Regions from separate parts of the Ovis aries genome. Here region 2 is linked to region 1. A link is a contact called in public Hi-C data. All regions are on one chromosome and are shown on one strand. The core of a region is the stretch at or near the end of the contact, and the rest is flanking DNA. Distances in the headings are between cores, read along the strand shown.

Region 1 (7,246 bases), core at 1,152-3,651:
CTTAGTTCCCCCACCAGGGATCAAACCCACACCTCCTGCACTGCAAGGTGGGTTCTTAACCACTGGACCACCAGGGAAGTCCCCGCTCTGTCTCTCTGGTTATTTCTGCTTCCCACTTGCTGTCCGTGAATCATCGGCAAGTCACTTTGTCTCTCCGTACCTCTGTCTCCTGGTGTGACAATATCCGGGAGTGTCCCTGCTGGTAAGGCCATGGTGAGGATTAAACGCCTGGGAAGGCAGGTGCCCGGCCCTCAGCTGGCCATGTGTCTGTGCCATCCCCACCCCATCATTGTCACTTGTCATAACTTGACTTTGATGCTCAGCAACGCTTATCTGATTTTCTGCGGTTCTATCACACGGAAGCTCACGCCCTGCATAAGAACCGCTGGTCTTGGGTGCAACACTCAGCAAACACCCTGGGTCAGCCAGAAAGTTCATTCGGGTTTTTCTGAATGATAATACAGAAAAACAGAAATGAACTTTTTGGCCAACCCCATACTTCCATGGACACAGGGCGGGTTTCAGACATGATAAATAAGACGAGGGTCCCACACAGGCAGGAGGAGAGAGCCCCCTGCGGGCTTTACCTGTGCTTCCAGCCCTACTGACGGGCTTCCCTGGTGGCTCAGGGAAGAGCTCTGAGTAAAGAATTCCTGGTAAAGAATCCGCCTGCAATAACGGAGACCCAGGTTCAGGGGGTGACACCCACTGAGGGCTGCTTGTCAATTCCCTCCAAGCCTGGGCATCCTTGGATGGTTTTGTTCATGTTTAGGGCTGCACTTCTGCGTCTGGATGGCACTCTGCGTTTCCTAGGACCTTCTCACGAACTGTCACGTGGGACCCTCACACCCGTCTCGGGAGGTGTGTTGCTTACTAGGACTGCTTTAACAGACCGGCTGACTTACATGATAGGCACCGTGCAGTATCTCTGCACAGAGGAACAGGCTCTCCCACCGTTCTGGAGGATGGAAGCCCAAGATCACGGTGTCCTCCAGGTTGGTTTCTCCCAAGGCCTCTCTCCTCGGCTTGCAGACAGGGCCTTCCCCCAAGGTATCGTGTGCATTTTCTCCACGTGTGCCCCCTGTTATCTCTTCCTCTTCTTCTAAGGATACCAGTCGTGGTGAATCAGGATCCATCCTACATAGAGTGAAAGTGTTAGTCGCTGAGTCGTGTCCAACTCTTTGCAATCGCGTGGACTACAGCCTGCCAGGCTCCTCTGTCCGTGGGATTCTCCAGGAAGGAATACTGGAGTGGGTTGCCTTGTCCTTCTCCGGGGGCGGTGGGGGGGGGGGGTCTTCCTGACCCAGGGGGTTAAACCTGGTGTTCTGCATTGGCAGGCAGATTCTTTACCACTGAGCCACCTTGGAAGCCCCATTTTAGCTTGACCACCTCCTTAAAGGCCCTGTCTGCAAATACAGTGCCATTCTGAAGGACCTGGGGGTTGGGACATCAAAAAATGAATTGAAGGATGGGGGCAGGAGCACAATTCAGCCCATAGTAGGAGGTAGGCAAGGCAGGTTGCTGCCCGTTTTACAGCTGGAGATGCCAAGGCTGAGAGAGTGTGAGTGCCTCGAGCCCCTGCCTCCTGCTGCTGCCAGGAAGCCCAGGCTGAGGCTGGGAGGGCAGACACTGGACTCCAGCCTCCTCCACGCTCCACTGCCCCTGCTGGCCTCCAGCAGCAGGGACGACAGGAAGCTGTGAACCCAGCCACCCTGTGAGCTCAGACCATCTCTAGACAGACCTTCTGGGAAGACCCTAGTCAGCTCGCAAACAGGATGTGGGCCTTTCAGGAAGGCGCTCCCTGCTGTTGATTTGAGTGGGTTTCCTGCCCGTGTGGCTTGTGGCTTCCTAGCTGTCACCCTGCTCATCACGTCTTCTCATCTCACCAGCCAGTGTGGTCTCAGCCCTCGGAGCCCCGGGGGTTTTCCAGGGGTTTTCGTGGAACGTGGGGGAGGACGGGGGTGCCCTCCCTTCTCCTGAAGAGAGTTGGCCAGCTCCAGCAGTGCCTCTTGGTACCTGCCGTGTACAGAGAAGGCTATGGGAAGGTTTGATGGTTGCTCCGTTGATGATACAGGCTTCCCAGGTGGCTCACATGGTAAAGAATCTGCCTGACAATGCAGGAGATGTAAGAGACGCAGGTTCGATCCCTGGGTCGGGAAGATCCCCTGGAAAAGGGCATGGCAACCCACTCCAGTGTTCTCTCCAGGAGAATCCCATGGACAGAGGAGCCTGGAGGGTTACAGTCGTGATGTCACAGAGTCAGGCAGGACTGAGCATGTCCATCTCTGATATGTCAGCCCCCAGGGGCACTGACTGGGGGACCCCTGTGCTGTAGTCGGGTGCACAGTTGTGGTGACATGCAGGACCGCTCAGGCTGGCTGCACAAGAGGGACTTGGGTTCCGCCTCCAAGCTCCAGGCCACGCTCGGCTCCCAGCCGCCCCTCCATCTCACAGGCCTTACATCAGATGGTGTTGACATCCTTCCCTTCTGCCACGTGTCCACATGTGTTTTGGGGTCCCAGCTGGTTCCTTGCACAAGGTCATCAGAAGCAGAGCCCAAAGCTTCTCAACTTGGCTGCACAAAGAATCACTTGGAGAGCTTGGAAAAAAGCCCACTGTCTAGGCTGCACCCCAGACCAGCTCCATCAGATCTTGCAGGGAGTGGGCAGGACTGAGGCATTAGTTTTTTTTTTTTTTTTTTTTTTTTTAAGTTTCCCAGGTGACTCCAATACATGCCTGACTTTGAGACCCAGGGACCTAGCCGGCCTTGGAGGCAACAGGTATGATCCTGTGGGTGGGGAGGGGCATGTAAGTTCTGGCATGTGCCATGAAGCCTTAGCAGCTTGGTGTCTGGTTTATAAACTTTGCCATGAGGATAATTCTATGACACAAATTGCATTTGGCGTCTCGCCCCTAATCTATGTTTAGGGGATGGTCACCCCCCTCCCCGCCCCCCCACCTCCCCCTCAGAAATAAGCAAGGTTGGTTACGTCACGCTGTCAGGCTGCTGGCAGCAGCCCCGGATAAATAGGTATCGAATGTTTTGCAGGCTTCCTGTTCATGCATTCATGTTTTATTCATGCACGTATGAAGCCGAATGTTCCCCTCTTAGGGGGGAAATTGCAGCCTGCAGGTTTCAAGACGGAAGAATACATTAGTATAAACTGGGGGCACGGAGGCAAGTGAGAGACAGAGGAGCCGTGCTCTGATGAGGGTTTGGTGGGCAGGTGGGCGCAGAGGGCAAGGATGAGCTAGTCAGTGTACGCAGTCAGGACTCTTTCTTCTGGGCTGGTGCTGCCCTCTTGTGGGCAAGAGTCACAGTCCACCCCAGCCGTTCTGTGAGGCAGATACTCTTTTTTTTTTTTTTTTCCTAACTTTTTATTTTGTATTGGAGTATAGCTGGCTCATACCTACAAAGAATCTGCCTGCAATGCAGGAGACCGGGGTTCAATCCCTGGGTCTGGAAAATCCCCTGGAGAAGGGCATGGAAACCTACTCCAGTATTCTTGCCTGGAGAATCGCCACGGACAAAGGAGCCTGGCAGGCTGCAGTCCATGGGGTCACAAAGAGTCAAAGCGACTGACATACAGGCGATGAACAAGGCTGTGACAGTTTCAGGTGAATAGTGAAGGGAGGCAGCAACACATACACGTGTGTCCATTCTCTGCCCAGGGCCCCTCCCATCCATGTTGCCACATAACGTTGAGTAGAGTTTCTTGTGCCAGAACGTCGTTGTTGGTTATCCATTTTAGATATAGACAGATATTCTTAACCTAGACTCAGCACTGGCAAATGAGTCATTTGGAAATCAAGAAGTGTGATCAGGGTCCCAGCCTAGGGCTGGCTGATTCCAGAGACTTCACTGCTGTACCATGATGTCCTGTCTGTCCTTTCTCTAAGAACCTAAGTGGTCCTGGAGGCCCGTGTTCAAATCCACCTCCAGCAAGTACTAGCTTTGTGGCCTTGGGGCAGTCTATTAACCTTTCTGAGCTTCTGTTTTCTCATCTGCAAAAAGAGTTTCACAATATGTCCCTTACCAAATGGCCATGAGAATTTTTGTTTGACCTCAAGTACACAGAAGGGAAAAGACTCAGCGATTGTCTCAGGATACTCAGTCCAGTCGCTCAGTCGTGTCCGACTCTTTGCGACCCCACAGACTGCAGCACACCAGGCTTCCCTGTCCATCACCACCTCGCAGAGCTTGCTCAAACTCATGTCCATCAAGGCGGTGATGCCATCCAACCATCTCATCCTCTGCAGTCTCCTTCTCCTCCCGCCTTCAGTCTTTCAAGCATCAGGGTCTTTTTCAATGAGTCAGTTCTTCACATCAGGTGGCCAAAGTATTGGCGTTTCAGTTTCAGCATCAGTCCTTCCCTTTTTTCCTCAGGATGATAGGATATTAGTAAATCGTTCCCTTTTCTGAATGTATTACTTCTTTTTTTTTTTTTCACTAAAGTACGGTTGGTTTATAATATTGTGTTACTTTCAAGTGTATAGCATAGTGATTTTCTTTTCAGATTATATTCCATTATAGGTTATTACAAGATACTGGGTGTAATTTCCTGAGCTATACAGTAAATCTCTGTTGCTTATCTATTTTATGCACACTAATAATGAAATGGAGCTTCCCTGGTGGCTCAGTGGTAAAGAATTAGCCTGCCAGTGCTGGAGACGTGGGTTCCATCCCTGGGTTGGGAAGATCCCCTGGAGAAGGAAATGGCATCCCACTCCAGTATTCTTGCCTGGGAAATCCCATGGACAGAGGGGCGTGGTGGGCTACAGTCCATGGGGTTGCAGACAGTTAATATACAACTAAGCAACTGAGCACACACAATAGTGAAATATCCGAATGCAGTACTTTCAGAATCAGACAAAAACAAAGGATTCATTAGGCCACTCTCCTTTGAAAAGAGGTCAAAGCACTTACCACTGTGTACCAGACCAGTGAGACACCGTTGGAGAGACGGTTGTCTTTTCTCAAATCAGACACATATCAAGCAAATTTCAGGATCCCTCCAGGGAAAACTGTAGACTTCCCTTGAAGGGGCCTTTCTCCTTGTCAAGCACAGAAGCCTGAGCTCCCCCCTCACCGCCTCCCCCCTCCACCCTGCTGCTGCTGCTGCTAAGTCGCTTCAGTCGTGTCCAACTCTGTGCGATCCCGTAGATGTCAGCCTACCAGGCTCCCCCGTCCCTGGGACTCTCCAGGCAAGAACACTGGAGTGGGTTGTCATTTCCTTCTCCAGTGCATAAAAATGAAAGTGAAGTTGCTCAGTCGTGTCCGACTCTCTGCGACCCCATGGACTGCAGCCCACCAGGCTCCTCCGTGCATGCTCAGTGCTGTCTCAGTCTTTGCTAAGAAGAGAGGACCAGTGTCCTAGGGTGCCCTCCCTCCTCACAGCCAGGAAAGGATCGGGAGCCAGGCCTTGGGTGCCAGGCATCATGGCTCCAAATCATATTAGCTTCTTCCTTCACTTCTTGCCATGAAGCCAACCGAGAAATACCTGGCCCCTGAAACTCCCTTTTGCCAGCACCTTAAGTTCTATTGCAATAGAGAATTCTCTTCCTTAAAAGTATATTCTTGGGACTGCCCTGGTGATCAGTTGGTTTTAAATCCATCTTCCAGTGCAGGGGACGTGGGTTCAATCCCTAGTCAGGAAACTAAGATCCCACGTGCTGCAGGGCAGCTAAGCTCACGTGCCTCAGCCACTGAGCCTGAGTGCCACAGCTAAAGCAGCCTGCACACCACAGCAAAGACCCAGCTTAGTTAAAAAAGTTTCTAAAGCATTTTCTTTAGAAAATCTTATCATTTGTTTCCAGACTGTGTTGTATATTCTTTTGTGTGCTTAGTTACTCTGTCGCGTCCGACTTTACGACCCCGTGAACTGTTACCCACCAGGCTCCTCTGTCCACGGAATTCTCCAGGCAAGAATACTGGAGTGGGTTGCCATGCCCTCCTCCAGGGAATCTTCCCAACCCAGAGACCGAACCCAGGTCTCCCATATTGCGGGCATATTTTTTACCGTCTGAGCCACCAGGGAAGCCCAAACCCGAATCTACTGAGAGTGGGGTTCAAACCCACACGGCCACTAGCCCATTGGAGCTCAAGTTCAATGCCCTAACCACGATCTCGGTTGCTACATATTCTTTTAGAAAGAAAGAGAAGTTGCTCAGTCGTGTCCAACTCTTTGTGACCCCATGGACTGGCCCACCAGGATTTTTCAGGCAAGAGTACTGGAGTGGGTTGCCATTTCCTTCTCCAGGGGATCTTCCCGATCCAGGGATCCCCAGGTCTCCCGCATTGCAGACAGATGCTTTACTGTCTGAGCCACCGGGTAGAGCATTCTTTAAAAAATTAACCTTTTCTATAGGGACAAACTATAAGGGAATATCTAAACGAATGGGAGTTTCTCTCTGGGTGGTGAGAGGTGGCAGTGGTGCCACCTTCCTTGCAATAATAATAGCTCAGATCTGTTAAACAGTTAATGTATGCCAGGCACTGTGACACAGACTCATGACACGCATTCATCACTTCAACCTTGGAACGGCCTTGCAAGGTAGCAACCGTTGTTACCCCACTCAGAGAAGGTAATTAACTTTCCCAAGGTCACACAGCTAGTGAGCTGGCCCTCTCTGTGTCCGTGGCCCCTGTGTTGCAGTGCCTCTCCGTCCTGGCTTTATTCTCAGGTCATTCTTCAGTGCACATCTGCGTCTTGTACGATGAGGAAAAGGGTTTCTGTTTTCAAATGAACCTGTCCGGTCCCACCAATGCAAAAACATATGGAGCAACTGAAAGACCCCACGTGCTGCAGCTAAGACCCAGCACAGCCAAGTTAATTAATTAACTATGGAAAGAACCCATGGGAGAAATGCAATGCGAATGCAGTCATGCCCAAAGGAAAGATGGGAATACTGACATTTCTATATATTATTCTGTGTAGTCCACATCCTTTGAAATAAGCATCTCTTACCTAAGTAACCAAAAGAGTAAAACCTGTAAAGCAGAAAAGGAAGTCCTGCTGCCAGAAGTACCAGCAAGGAGCATCACAGCTACTGTTTCTTGAGGACCATCTATGCTCCAGGAAAGATATTATCTGGAGCCTTTGTCGGGTGCTAACGCATTTGCTTCTTAAAGGCTCCTAAGAAGCTGGGGGTTGTCATGAGCCCATTTTACAGAGCTGGAAACTGAGGTACAGGGAGCATTTGTGTTGCACTCACAGACATACAGGGCACATTGAAGCCTGATGCT
Region 2 (7,514 bases), core at 2,168-4,667, 270 kb before region 1:
AACAGACCACTGGGTGATGAACAGACCACTGGGTGATAAACAAGATAATATATAAGGCGTTCCAAACTGGGGCTGTGAGAGCAGACACCTTGGTTTCAAATGCTGGTCCTGCCACTTATGGGATACTTGTGACATTGGTACATGTAGTTAATGTTTCTGGGCCTGTTATTTGTAAAACAGAGCTAGTAATAGTATCTAGTTTAGGGGATGGCCGAGTGGCTTCAACTGTAAATGGGGGTGAAGCACTTAGAAGAACCATGCTTGGCCAGAGTCAGCACACAACAGACATTAGCTCTTGTTATCGCAAAGTATGTAAATAAGACTTGAAGACTAGACTGCACTTTAAAAGCTAGTTCAATAGTGACAAGGTCTCTGTTCAGAAGCAAGTAAAGGGTCTTAGCTTTGTAGCTCACATTCTGGAAGGCAGGGAAGCGGGCGAGCTCATCAAGGGTCGTCTTGGGAAAAAGTGATGAGGTGCTGTCATGATGCCAGAGTGATGGAGCAGGCTGAGGGTGTGCGAGGAGTGACCCATGGAAAACTTGGCTCTGAGTGAGGGGAGGATGTGGCGAGAAAGGGAGGGTCCCAAGGAAGGTGATAGTTTCTTGGGGAATGGGATAGCTGATAATGACAGGGGTCAGGGGCAATGGAAAAAGACCTCTGTGGTGAGAACCAATTCAGAGAGGAGACCGCCCAGACAAGGGGAGGGGAGAATCCGAAAGGGACACCAAGCCTAGCTGAGATCATGTCTGGGCCCACAGCAGGAAGCATCAGTTTGTATTTAAAAGGTATTGCAAGACAACACCCCCCACCATTACACCATTCCTTCTCACTCAAGTTCTTTGGGAGTAAGTAGAAATTATAAAAGTGTTAATTATGATTCAGTTTCAGATTTAAGCCTGCTTTGGTACCCAGCAGCCTAGAAGAGTGGGTCTTTTTCTTAAACACAGTTATTCAGTTCAGTTCAGTTCAGTTGCTCAGTCGTGTATGACTCTCTGTGACCCCATGAACCGCAGCATGCCAGGCCTCCCTGTCCATCACCAACTCCCGGAGTTTACTCAAACTCATGTCCATCAAGTCAGTGATAATATCCAACCATCTCATCTTCTGTAGTCCCCTTCTCCTCCTGCCCTCACTCTTTCCCAGCATTAGGGTCTTTTCCAATGAGCCAGCTCTTCCCATCAGGTGTCCAAAGTATTGGAGTTTCAGCTTCAACATCAGTCCTTCCAATGAACACCCAGGGCTGATCTCCTTCAGAATGGACTGGTTGGATCTCCTTGCAGTCCAAGGGACTCTCAAGAGGCTTCTCCAACACCACAGTTCAAAAGCATCTGTTCTTCGACACTCAGCTTTCTTTATAGTCCAACTCTCACATCCATACATGACCACTGGAAAAACCATAGCCTTGACTAGATGGACCTTTGTTGACAGAGTAATGTTTCTGCTTTTGAATATGCTATCTAGGTTGGTCATAACTTTTCCTTCCAAGGAGTAAGTGTCTTTTAATTTCATGGCTTCAGTCACCATCTGCAGTGATTTTGGAGACCCCCCAAATTAAGTCTGTCACTGTTTCCATTGTTTCCCCTGTCTATTTGCCATGTAGTGATGGGACCAGATGCCATGATCTTAGTTTTCTGAATGTTGAGCTTTAAGCCAACTTTTTCACTCTCCTCTTTCACTTTCATCAAGAGGCTTTTAGTTCTTCACTTTCTGCCATAAGGGTGGTGTCATCTGCATATCTGAGGTTATTGATATTTCTCCCGGCAATCTTGATTCCAGCTTGTGCTTCTTCCAGCCCAGTGTTTCTCATGATGTACTCTGCATAGAAGTTAAATAAGCAGGGTGACAATATACAGCCTTGACGTACTCCTTTTCCTATTTGGAACCAGTCTGTTGTTCCATGTCCAGTTCTAACTGTTGCTTCCTGACCTGCATACAGGTTTCTCAAGAGGCAGGTCAGGTGGTCTGGTATTCCCATCTCTTTCAGAATTTTCCACAGTTATTAAGGAGAGGTTTTTCAAATGATTGGTTAAGCCCCCCCCCAGTGGACCAAGTGGAAGATGCTGAGTGCCTCCTGGTACTCATCAGTACCAGGAGTGTCCAGTCCTTTCCAGGCTTCACTGAGCTTCCAAAAGCCATCTGGGGACAAGCAGATCCTGTTGGTAGTGCCCTGTGGCCCAAACTCCTGGTAATGATTAAAAAGAGTGGCTGCGAGGGAGGGGGGTGGGGGCAGACATTCAGGCCAAGGCAAGGAAGGGGCCCGGCCACAAAGCTAGGGGAGGGGTGGGGACCGAGGCAGGCCTGTGGCTAATAGCTTCCCGCGGCCTTCAGCCGCGTGGCCACATCGTTCTTCAGGATGGGCTCCAGGCACGCAGGCGTGCTGCACAAGGCCCTCTGCTGGGGTCGCTGCGACCCTGCAGCCGCCTAGACCCCTTGGCTGGGGGCGATGGATGAACCGCGCGGCTCCGGATGGGTTAATGGAACTTCTCCCTTGCTGCGCTTCCTTTTCTCTCCTTTAGGTCTGGGACCTTTGAGCACACCCAGTGGCCTACGAGAGCAGGAGCAGAGGCCAGCAGGCTGCGGAAGCCTCAGCGGCTCTGACCTCCGGCGCGTCCCCACGGCCCAGAGCGCAACATCTGTCCCCAGAAACAGCCGGGCGGGCGGAGTTGGTAGGGGAAAGCGTCAACCCTTTCCTAGGTACGCGGTCTTCTCCCTCTTCCTAGAAACCTTTGCTCCCCTCCTAAGTGCCCCGAGGTTGGAGCTCTAGGTCCCCGCCCCGCGGGGGAGCCTCCGCACGCGACCTCGGCGCCCGGAGTTCCCCTTGCAGTACCGCCCAGTGTCCGCGGCGGCGCCCCGCGCTCCGCAGCGCCTTCTAGGGGCCGGGCACGGCCTTCGTGCCATCCGGAGCACCAGCTCCCTGACTCCGCAAGGGCTCCCCCTCTCCCGCGTGCTTCGGGCCACCCGGGCCCTCCCAAGCCTCGGCTGGGGGGCCGCGCTCTGCGCCCCCAGGCCGGTATCTTCACGCCTTCCCCCGGGGCGCACGGGTGGCGCGGAGCGGCGCGGCGGGCGCGCGCAGCGGCGATCGAGGCCGGGGCCTCGCGTTAGAAGAGGGGGAGACGAGGGCAGGCGCGGCCCGCGGGCCCCAGCCAGCGGGCGATGGCAGCGGCGGGCGTCCGCGGGCGGCGAGGCGGCGGCGGCGGCGGGCGGCGAGAGGAGCCCCTGTGATTGGCACAGCCCGAGCCGGAGGAGGAGGCGAAGGGAGGGCGGAGGAGGAGGAGAGGAGGAGGCAGGGGGCGAGCGCGGCGGCGGCTGCGAGGAGCTGTGCCTTCCACCTCTCCAGCCCCGGCAGGACGGGGGCGGCCGCCGTGGGCCCGGGGCGGGGACAGCACGCAGCCTCGCCGCGCGCACCCCCGCCCGGCAGCGGCCCCGACACCCAGCGCAAGCGGGAAAGCGGCGGCGGCGGCGGCGGGGGAAGGATGCAGGCGAAGAAGCCGGGCGGCTCGTCGGGCGGCGGCCGGAGCGGCGAGCTGCAGGGGGACGAAGCGCAGAGGAACAAGAAGAAGAAAAAGAAGGTGTCCTGCTTCTCCAACATCAAGATCTTCCTGGTGTCCGAGTGTGCCCTGATGCTGGCGCAGGGCACGGTGGGCGCCTACCTGGTGAGTCTCCCGTGCCAAGTCCGCCACGGGCCCCTTCCCCAGCTCGGCTCCCAGGTGCCCGGCTGGCAGGAGGAGGGGGCAGCCCGGGCGCCGGGGGGCAGGCGGGCATGACCTCCGCCCGGCGACGAGGTTGGCGAGTGGTGCAGAGGCGGCCGCCGGGGGAGCTGCCGGCCCGGGCTGCTGGGCGAGCGGGGAGCCGGCGGGACCGTGGATGCCGGCAGGAGCTGGGGGGACCCGGGGAAGAGAGGCAGCGGGCAGGTGGGCGTGAAACCATCCCTCTCCCCTACTCCCTCTAAAAACAGCCAGAGGGTGAGTTCTGGAGCACCCCTGGAGGGGAAGGCATCGCGGCTTTCAGGTGACCTGCACATGGAAAGAAAAGCCCGTTAGCATCTCGCGTCCTCTACTCCCCATCCTAGCCGCCTGGAGAACAAATCCATTATGCATCATTTCTCCCGGTGCTTTCTCCATCCGCCAATTACGGAGGGATTTAACAGTTTAGAGGAAAAGGCGCCCAAGTGTGGGGCGCTGGTCCGAGCTGGGGCTGCAGGGGGAATGCTCCCACTTCGTATCCCATTAGCCATCTCTCAGCGTCTGGGATAAAGTTACAGGACCTGGAGAGCAGCTGTGAGTTTGTGTAGTTCTGCCGCCCACTCGTAGACCTGAATTCCCCACCGTGGTCTCTCTCCTGTATAAGGAGGTGTTGCGCCATGGTGCGCATTGTACACGGATTCCATCTGCCTTCTGAAAGGGGGTATTCATGTTCAAATAGCCAGGGGTGCATAACATATCAGAGGAGACAGCTTGTAATGACTCAGCACTGGCAAATACCTGCTTTACCCGCTGTCTCCTGCCCCGCGCAGGTGGTCCCAACTTGGGTTTCAGAGAATGCACTTCCAGAACTGAGTATTGTCTTGACTAAACGGGATTTTTCAGAGTGTAGAGTGTTAAGGCATTTCTTGACTATTGACCTGAAACTGAAATCAAATGTCATAGACTTTGAGTGTTAGTGAGCAAGTTTGATGGAGACAGAACTGGACAAGGTTTTGGCTGTTGAAGCGCCACATCCCCAGATAGAGCCATGCTTTGCACGATGGTCCCATTAATCCCTGGCCTTTGGGGTGCAGTTAATGAGGGCCAGTCGCTGGTTGCCCTGTACCATTCCTCAACAGTCTCCTAAGACTTGGGGCTTGCTGTCAGAGGGAAGTACAAGCAGGCTAGCTCTCTGGTGTGGGGTAAAGTCAGTGATGTGGGTACGAGAGGGCTGTTCAAACTCAGCTCCGTTCCTGGGGTGGCAGACTTAGCAGGGCTTCTGAAAGTCAAATGCATTTTCTATGCTCTGTGTCAGATGAGAGGCGTTTAGATCCCAGTTCCTGCCTGCATCCGTCACATGTATGCTGCTGGTAAGCCCTGTAGCCAAAAGCACATTTTCTTTTCCGTTTAGATTTTTGTTTTACAAAATGCACTTGTAGTTTGAACGCATAGTTGCAGACAGTACCTGAGGCCTTTGCAGTTTTGGAATTAGGGAGGGACTCTGTCTTGGGGTGTGGGGGGAGCGTGTCAGTATATCAGAGTGTCCTTGGAGGAGTTTAACTGTTAAAATATTAAAAGAGACGTATATCACTAAGACGCAAAGGCACAGTAATAAAAATACCTGTAGTTCTGTATATGCAAAGTATGTGATACCTAAACCGGGGCTGTGTATATCAGCAGCTGCCTCCAGTTTTTAACAGTTTGCCTCAAACCAGTTTTGCTCAATAGAGTGGGTTATTCATGTTCCGTATAATAGTGTCTAATGTTGGCAAAAGCTGAATTTTTTGAAGTATACAGAGTGTTATGGGTTTGGGAATTTGTGGACACAGATCTGGAAGCTCACCATTTATAAATTATTTTACATCTAGGGAAAAAAAAAATACCAAAAGAACTTTTCACACAACAAATGATAAAGGCATGGGCCTAGTTTTAGCTTGCAATGGTTTAAAGCTTTTGGAAAGAAATGAAGCTGGGCTTCGATCAAATGAGTGGCCTAAGCCCCTTTACGAAGTTAGAAAGCAGAGGACTGGTGGATACTAGTGGCAGGGCTGGCGCTGGGAGACAGGAAGTTGACTGTGATCCCAGAATTGGTAAGGAATTGAGTCCACCTGCTGGGGGCCTCTCGGCATTTCCAGCCTGGGCTGAGGGAAAGCCTGGTTCGAGGCGTATGCTAACTGGAGTCAACAGGTGACTGGCAGAAAGCAGATGGAGGCCCAGGAAAGGAGTGGCTTAGGAAATTGGGTTCATTATGATTACTAAGAGTGGAGGCATCCCTTGCTTGGGACTCCACCTTGCTTGGCTGATCGTGGCTGTCCATTGCCACATGAACCTCATGAAGATTAATAGTTTGCTTGCCATGAATTGGATTGCGATGGCTTTTGCTCTTTCTGGCTGCTCCTAATTTTCTTCTTCATCTGCTATTTGGAAGGTAGAATTAAAAGCTTGTGGTACCCGCAGTGATGTGAGACTTCTTCATGGCTAATTTGAGAAGGAAACATTATAGAAGGTTTGCTAGAAAGGCTTTCTTAGGAAACCTGAGAACCTATGTTTGTAGGCAGTCACACCCATGGGGTCCACGTGCAATAGGTGATCGTGCACACAGGGTCCACGTGCAAGGTGTATGTTCTCTGGGATCTTTACACTGTCAATCAGCCTGTCCCTCTGAGGAAACATTTTCAGATACCGGTGAAGGGCACACCTGGGGGCCCTGCTTACTTTTGGGAAGAGAAGGGTAATGGCAGATTCTCTGCCTATGATATTATTTCCTATTTGATTTCCAAGTCCGTGTCATTTACTATGACATTTACTACCATATTATTTCATCTTCCCAGGTGCCTTTTTTTTTTTTAATATTTGGAGGCTTCATTTCACTTCTCCCTTTTCTTTCTGAAAAGACAGATGACCTAGTGTCTTTGCTGAAGCTGTAGAAATGAAGCAGGAAGTCACCTGTGATTTGAGAAGCACCTTTGAAAAGCTGGACTCTGTGTGTGTGTATCTGTGTCTGTTTTCCCTTAATAACCTGTACATGCTCAAGGTAGACCCACGTGGGAGAAAACCGCCCATTGTTAAGCGAGGCAGGGGACAGGCAACTTTTGGCCCCGGGGATCGGGTCTCCTGGGGCAGTGCAGAAGGGCTGAGACCCTGATGCCTAGACTCGATGGTGATCATGATGTAGATAAAGTGACTCCGGTGCAACCCAGGCCAGCTGTGGATTCTGAAATCTCTTACCCTTGCCAGCGTTTAACTGGAAATTGTGCTGCACATAAGCCAGCAGTCACAGGGATGGTCTCTGGTAGTCAACTAAACCACCTGACTGGCTAGGAAATTTTCACACTGAGTAGGACACGACTGACATGACATAGCAGCAAGAAGAGGGGACCCATTCCATTTGAACATCACTGTGTGCAGAAGAGAGAATGCAATTTAATTTTCCTCTCCTTGGGTCTTTGCTTCGGGTGGCTCCAGTCTGCACTGACCTACTTGCAAGGATGTAACATCTGTTTAAGTCTTGGGCTGTTTGGAGAAGACACAGGCCTGTGGAAACTGCATGGAGAGAAAGGTGTATTGTGCGCGCTTGATGGAGTTTGGTGGAGACCCGCTGGGATAGTCCAAGCCGTTCACCAAGGGTAGCCCTGCCTACAGAGGTTGATGTGTGTTCTCAAATGACTGAGGACTGGAGTTGATAAGGATGTGTGCAGGAAATTAAAACCTCGGACACCTCTGGGCTCTTATGGATGAGATTCAATTACAAATGCATTTGAATTTCTTCAGGATGAAAACCTAAAAAGGCCAATTTAGTCTCTGGGTGGGGCACACAGGAGGTTCTTGTGA

Evidence for each region. Hi-C and Micro-C count contacts between places; a contact is called where the count stands out from the background.
Region 2: a contact with region 1 is called in a Hi-C map of hypothalamus, with 5 times the contacts expected there. The contact joins the promoter of SLCO3A1 here to the enhancer-like site in region 1. A contact is called at or near these places in 4 of 16 Hi-C or Micro-C datasets (blood, hypothalamus, liver and 1 more).

The regions. Positions count from the first base shown.
Region 1 is chr18:14,360,191-14,367,436 of ARS-UI_Ramb_v3.0, reverse strand. All of the region lies in intron 2 of SLCO3A1 (solute carrier organic anion transporter family member 3A1), which reads left to right. Among named protein-coding and RNA genes, the nearest start is that of TRNAK-CUU, 110 kb to the right of the region's middle. Within about 2 kb of position 2,401, at least 12 of the 54 cell types and tissues checked have an H3K27ac peak or open chromatin away from gene starts, as enhancers often do. A contact at or near this core is called in hypothalamus, where this site is marked.
Region 2 is chr18:14,629,661-14,637,174 of ARS-UI_Ramb_v3.0, reverse strand. SLCO3A1 (solute carrier organic anion transporter family member 3A1) reads left to right here and starts at 3,417. Exons shown (of 11, transcript XM_060401578.1): 1 at 3,417-3,653. The coding sequence starts at 3,474.